Linked DNA regions of Sus scrofa: region 2 is linked to region 1. A link is a contact called in public Hi-C data. All regions are on one chromosome and are shown on one strand. The core of a region is the stretch at or near the end of the contact, and the rest is flanking DNA. Distances in the headings are between cores, read along the strand shown. Region 1 has its middle 19 kb from the start of PLXND1. Region 2 has its middle 62 kb from the start of TRH.

What was found. Hi-C and Micro-C count contacts between places; a contact is called where the count stands out from the background.
Region 2: a contact with region 1 is called in a Hi-C map of retroperitoneal adipose tissue, with 2.4 times the contacts expected there. The contact joins two enhancer-like sites. A contact is called at or near these places in 1 of 47 Hi-C or Micro-C datasets (retroperitoneal adipose tissue) and 2 of 2 datasets of contacts at active chromatin or transcription factors (alveolar macrophages and skeletal muscle).

The regions. Positions count from the first base shown.
Region 1 is chr13:69,014,183-69,017,059 of Sscrofa11.1, forward strand. No RefSeq gene overlaps it. Among named protein-coding and RNA genes, the nearest start is that of PLXND1, 19 kb to the left of the region's middle. Within about 2 kb of position 1,434, at least 10 of the 83 cell types and tissues checked have an H3K27ac peak or open chromatin away from gene starts, as enhancers often do. A contact at or near this core is called in retroperitoneal adipose tissue, where this site is marked.
Region 2 is chr13:69,300,970-69,303,846 of Sscrofa11.1, forward strand. No RefSeq gene overlaps it. Among named protein-coding and RNA genes, the nearest start is that of TRH, 62 kb to the right of the region's middle. Within about 2 kb of position 1,397, at least 8 of the 83 cell types and tissues checked have an H3K27ac peak or open chromatin away from gene starts, as enhancers often do. A contact at or near this core is called in retroperitoneal adipose tissue, where this site is marked.

The DNA.
Region 1 (2,877 bases), core at 184-2,683:
CAGCGCCAGCTCCTTCCCCTGGGGGCTGGACATCTGGGAAGGACGGAGCGTAGGAAGGTTGAAGACAGGCATCTATCTACCCGGAGTGTGCACATCACTGACCAACCCCAGGACCACTTCCTGTACCGGAATACTGCCTGGAGGTAGGATGAGAAAAGGATGGGAACCTGCCGGGACTTCCTGAAGGCAGGGGTACTCTGGGTGTTTGCACATTTGTTGAGTTAATAAACACTCCCTTGAGACAACTCCATACCCACTCCAGTGGCTGAAATTTAAGATTGACAACACCAAGTGCCCACAGGAAGCAGAACAATGGGAACTTGGATACACTGCTGGGTCTCTGTGTGTGTATAACAGTGCAGACACTCTGGAAAACCAAGTAGTAGGTTGTTACAAAGTCAAATGTGGACTTGGGCAACCCAGCAATCTCACTCCTAGGTATTGACAAAAAATGAGACCACAGGTGCACACAGAAACTATATATAGCCCTATAATTGCCCTATTCTTTCCAGAAATAACTGGAAAGTCCACAACCAGTGACTAGATTAACAAATAAAGTGAAGCCATACCACAGAATCAAAAGGAATGCTCTGTGGACAGACAGAACGTGGTCGAATTTCAAAGCCAGAGTCTAAAGTCTCCACACTGTAGGATTTCAGTTATGTTCTGGAGCAGGCCATGCTCTAGGGGCCACAAAAGGCTAGTGGTTGCCAGGGGCTGGGCTAGGTGCAGGATTGGACTAGGAAGGGGCAGCAGGGGATCATCTGGGGAGATGGGAATATTCTATTTTGTTCTGAGGGTTGGTTACAGGGTATAAACCTGTAAAAATTCATTAGCCTATACGTATTTGAGATCCATCCATTTCCCTCTATGTAAATTATACCTCGATAGAAAAATAAATTTTTTTAAGCCACCATTCCCCTTGTGGGCCTCTGCGAGGCAGGGGTGAACCACTAGCCCTGGGGCGCCATGGTTGGGAGCCCAGAGCGCGGAGGAGACGCGGCGCCACGGTTCTGGCCCCGCATGGGGGTACTGCCTGTGTCACCCAAACAGCGCCGACCTCCAAGGTCCAGCGTTCGGCGCTTCCAGAAAAGCCGGAAGCAGTGCGCAGGGTGGGCGGCATTGTCCACACGTCCGCTCCAGCCCCGCCTCGCATTGTCTCCGGGTTGGGACACTCCTCAGGGCGGACTGGGGTCCCTGGGTCGTTCCGCAGAGCCTCCCCCAGCCTACCCCCCACTCCCTGTTTGCAAGGGAGAAGTCAGCGCCAGACGGACGGACGGAGCCCAGGCCCTGTCACCCGATCCCCGCGTCCCTTGCTGCACCCCTCGCTCCATTGGGTGTGAAGCCGTTCAGCTCCTGGTTCTGGCCAGCTTGCTGTCCCCAGAGGCCAGTGAGACTTGAGCCACTACTTCTCCCTTGGGACTTTGAGCCCCTCAGAAACCACAGACGCTGCTGGGGGTGGGGTGGGGCACATTCCCTTGCCGATGGTCACGTGGGCGCAAAGCTGGGGGAATCAAGGAGACGGAATAAAAGTTCCTGCCCTTGCCAAAGCCCCCTTCTGTGCGAGGCACTGGGGACACACTGGGAAGCCAGCAGGGTCCCCATTCCAGTGGGGGAAGAGGGGCAGAGAGCAACAAGTAGACGACAAATAGTTGAGGACATAGTTGCACATACGGGGAGACCGGTGAGGGAGGGTGCAGATAGTTGGGTGGTCCCCGAAGGCTCTGGGCAGGTAACACGCTGGCAGACAGCACAGGAGGAAGGGCCGGCCCTGGGAGGGGCTGTGGGGTGTCAGGCAGAGGGACCGTGTGGACAAAGACCCCGAGACTAGAACGTTTGAAACTGGGGGCGGGTGGCGGTGAGGCACGCTGCAGGAGGGCGGGAGGCCAGAGGGCAGCCTTGTGGAGACCACGTTAGGGGAGAGCCCGCATCAGGGAGTCAAAGCCATTGAGGGGACGGCGGGGCTTGGGCCGGCAGTTGAGAAAAAAGAAGTCAGAAAAGCTTCTGTTCTGGTCTTGATCGGTTACTTGCTGTTTCTGGGCCTCACTTTCCCTAGCTGTAGAAAGCGTCCGTGTTGGAAGCTCTGAAATTCAGACTCTTTTCAAAGCAAGATTATTGCCACTTCACCTCAACCGCACAAGAAATGCGCCTGTAGAAGTTGAGAGACCTATAGGAAAATCAGACCCAGACAGCCAGAAACTGCTGGGTGGTTGGATAGAGGGATGTTGGGAGCCGCTGCTAGAGGCGGGGAGTTTGAAGTTTCCAACAAGGAAGGAGTACTTCTAACATTAGCCACCAGGGGGAGCCAGAGACCGAGTTTGCAGCACCTTGCCACAAACTCGGTCTCTGGCGCCTCTTGGTGGCTGTTATGGGAAGTACACCCTCCCTCTTGGAGACAAACTCCCCGCCTCTAGCCGCGGCTCCTGACGTCCCTCTGTCCAGCCACCCAGCAGTCTCTCCGTGTGTGGAAACTGTTATATTTGAAATGGATGGGCAATGAGATCCTACTGTACAGCACAGGAAAATGTGTGTAATTGGGTCACTTTGTTGTACAACAGAATTTGACAAAACTTTTTTTTTTTTTTTTTGTCTTTTGTCTTTGTTGTTATTGTTGCTAATTCTTGGGCCGCTCCCGAGGCATATGGAGGTTCCCAGGCTAGGGGTTGAATCGGAGCTGTAGCCACCAGCCTACGCCAGAGCCACAGCAACGCGGGATCCGAGCCACGTCTGCAACCTACACCACAGCTCACGGCAACGCTGGATCGTTAACTCACTGAGCAAGGCCGGGGATCGAACCCGCAACCTCATGGTTCCTAGTCGGATTCGCCAACCACTGCGCCACGACGGGAACTCCGAATTCGACAAAATTTTTAAATC
Region 2 (2,877 bases), core at 147-2,646, 290 kb after region 1:
GCAACAAATATTAAAAATTTACAAATGAAACTAAGGAATATTAGCAATAATATTGATGGAAATTAAGGCAGAGAGGGAGTTCCCGTCGTGGCGCAGTGGTTAACGAATCCGACTAGGAACCATGAGGTTGCAGGTTGGGTCCCTGCCCTTGCTCAGTGGGTTAACGATCCGGTGTTGCCGTGAACTGTGGTGTAGGTTGCAGACATGACTCAGATCCCACGTTGCTGTGGCTCTGGCGTAGGCCGGTGGCTACAGCTCTGATTCAACTCCTAGCCTGGGAACCTCCATGTGCCGCGGGAGCGGCCCAAGAAATAGCAACAACAACAACAACAAAAGACAAAAAGACAAAAAAAAAAAAAAAGAAATTAAGGCAGAGGAGCTAAACACCTTAAATTGTTTGGGGAGTTCCCGTTGTGGCTCAGCAGAAACGAATCTGACTAGCATGCATGAGGATGCAAGTTTGACCCTGGCCTTGCTCACTGAGTTAAGGATCCAGAGTTGCCTTGAGCTGTGGTATAGGCCACAGATGCAGCTTGGATCCAGCGTTGCTGTGGCTGTAATGTAGGCCAGCAACTATAGCTCCAATTTGACTCCTAGCCTGGGAACTTCCACATGCTATGGGTGTGGCCCTAAAAAGACCAAAAAAAAAAAAAACCTTACATTGATAAAATCCAGCTAAATTCCACTCAAGTATTGCAAAATCTTTGCAGCAATAATTTATCACATTTCCAAATACTCTCGTGTCAGTAAGTGTTTAACTTTACTAATATGGGTAACCAGTACAGAACATGGCTTCACAAAATTAAAATTTGGTAAAAACTATTCAGGGTCGAGAGTGACCATAGACTACTGTCACATCTAGTGTCCGTGATGTATTAGCGCAGGTAAGCACTGAAACTGCCTATTTTCATAAAAGCAAAACAAGTAACTGTTGTACAGAAAAGTGCCACATGCCAATGACATTTTTTTTAAGGCCTCACCCGTGGCATAAGGAAGTCCCCATGCTAGGGGTCAAATCGGAGCTGCAGCTGCCAGCCTATGCCACAGCAACAGCAAGACCAGATCTGAGCCACATCTGCAACCTATACCACAGCTCACAGCAATGCCAGATCCTTAACTTGAACGAGGCCAGGGATGGAACCAGTATCCTGGTGGATACTAGTCGGGTTATTATTGCTGAGCCACAAAGGGAACTCCCACATGCTAGTGACTTTACACTTCTAATTACTGTGCTAGTTTCTGTCTCTCACCTCACAGCATTTGCTTCTGTTTCCTGTGCATGGTATACCTAACTCTGCTGACCTTTCATTTCATTTCCTGAGAGGCCTTCCTTGACCCCACAGACAAGGTTAGTTTCTCCTAACGTACACCCAGATCATCATGAACTTCCCCTTTCTTAGCCCAGCATACGTGTAACTTCCCCTTAAACATCTGCTTTCTTCTCTGGACTGTGAGCTCCATAGTGCAAGAACTTGGTCCCTGTCATTCTGAGCCCAGTGACCCTCCATTTATCTTTAGGTGCTCAATAAATGCTTATTGGGTTAATAAATGATTAAGTGGTGACTCTATTCACATTAAAAGAGTCATGACCCTGCCTTCTATGTGTACAACCCTTTATTCTTGTTAGTAAACTTTTATTTCTATTATCCCATATTTTTTTATTTTCAGCCACATGGATGGCATGTGGAAGTTCCCAGGCCAGGGATTGACCTGAGCTGCTGCAGCTACAGCACCAGATCCTTAAATCACTATGCCACAAGGGAACTCCTTTGTTATCCCATTTGAGCTTCCAAAGACCCAGATCTACCTGGTTAGCTTTTCTCAGCCCTTAAAATGCATATGAGATCTCCAACCTCTCAGATCAAGCATGACTAGAGATGGAGCGGTGCATGCCTTCCAGTCCTAACTCTGCCACTGCACACCTGTGTCTTGGGCAAGTGACCTCACCTCTCTGGGCTCCAATCCCCTGATTTGTTCTTACCTCTCAGGTACACATACACATGACAAGTAAGTGAAAATATACATAAAAAGCATTTGGAACCTGGCACCTGCTAAATGTTAGCTATTGATACAGGAATACGATGAAGATCAAGAGCGACAGGGCCAATATTACCTTCTAGATTAAGTACCTTCTAGATTAAGTTGAGTTAAAAAGCAACCAGACACAAAAGACCATGTATTGTATGATTCTATTTCATGAAGTTCAAGGACAGGCAAAACAAAGCTATGATGATAGAGGCAGATCAGAATAGAGGGGGTAGGTGGCCAGCATTCTGACTTGGGAGGGGTACACAGCAGTCTTTTTGGGTATTGGAAATCTTGAATCTTGATCTGGGTGGTGGCTGCACACGTGAGTGTGCACATAGAAATATATTAAGATCTATGTGTTTTACTGAATGTAATTTTTTTTCTTTTTTTTAGGGTCACACCCATGATATATGGAAGTTCCCAGGCTAGGGGTCAAATTGGAGCTACAGCTGCCGGCCTACACCACAGCCACAGCAACACAGGATCCAAGCTGCCTTTGTGACCTACACCACAGCTTGTGCCAACACCAGATCCTTAACCCACTGAGCAAGGCCAGGGATTGAACCCAAATCCTCTCAATGTCAGGTTTTTAACCCACTAAGCCACAATTGGAACTCTATACTGCATGTAATTTTAACTTTGTTTTTTTTCTCTTTTTATGGCCATACCTGTGGCATATGGAAGTTCCAAGGGTAGGGTTGAATTGGAACTGTAGCTGCAGGCCTACGCCATAGCCACAGCAACACAGGATCCAAGTCACATCTGTGACCTATACCACAGCCTGCAACAACACCAGGTCCTTAACACACTGAATGAGACCAGGGATCGAACCTGCATCCTCAGAGAGAC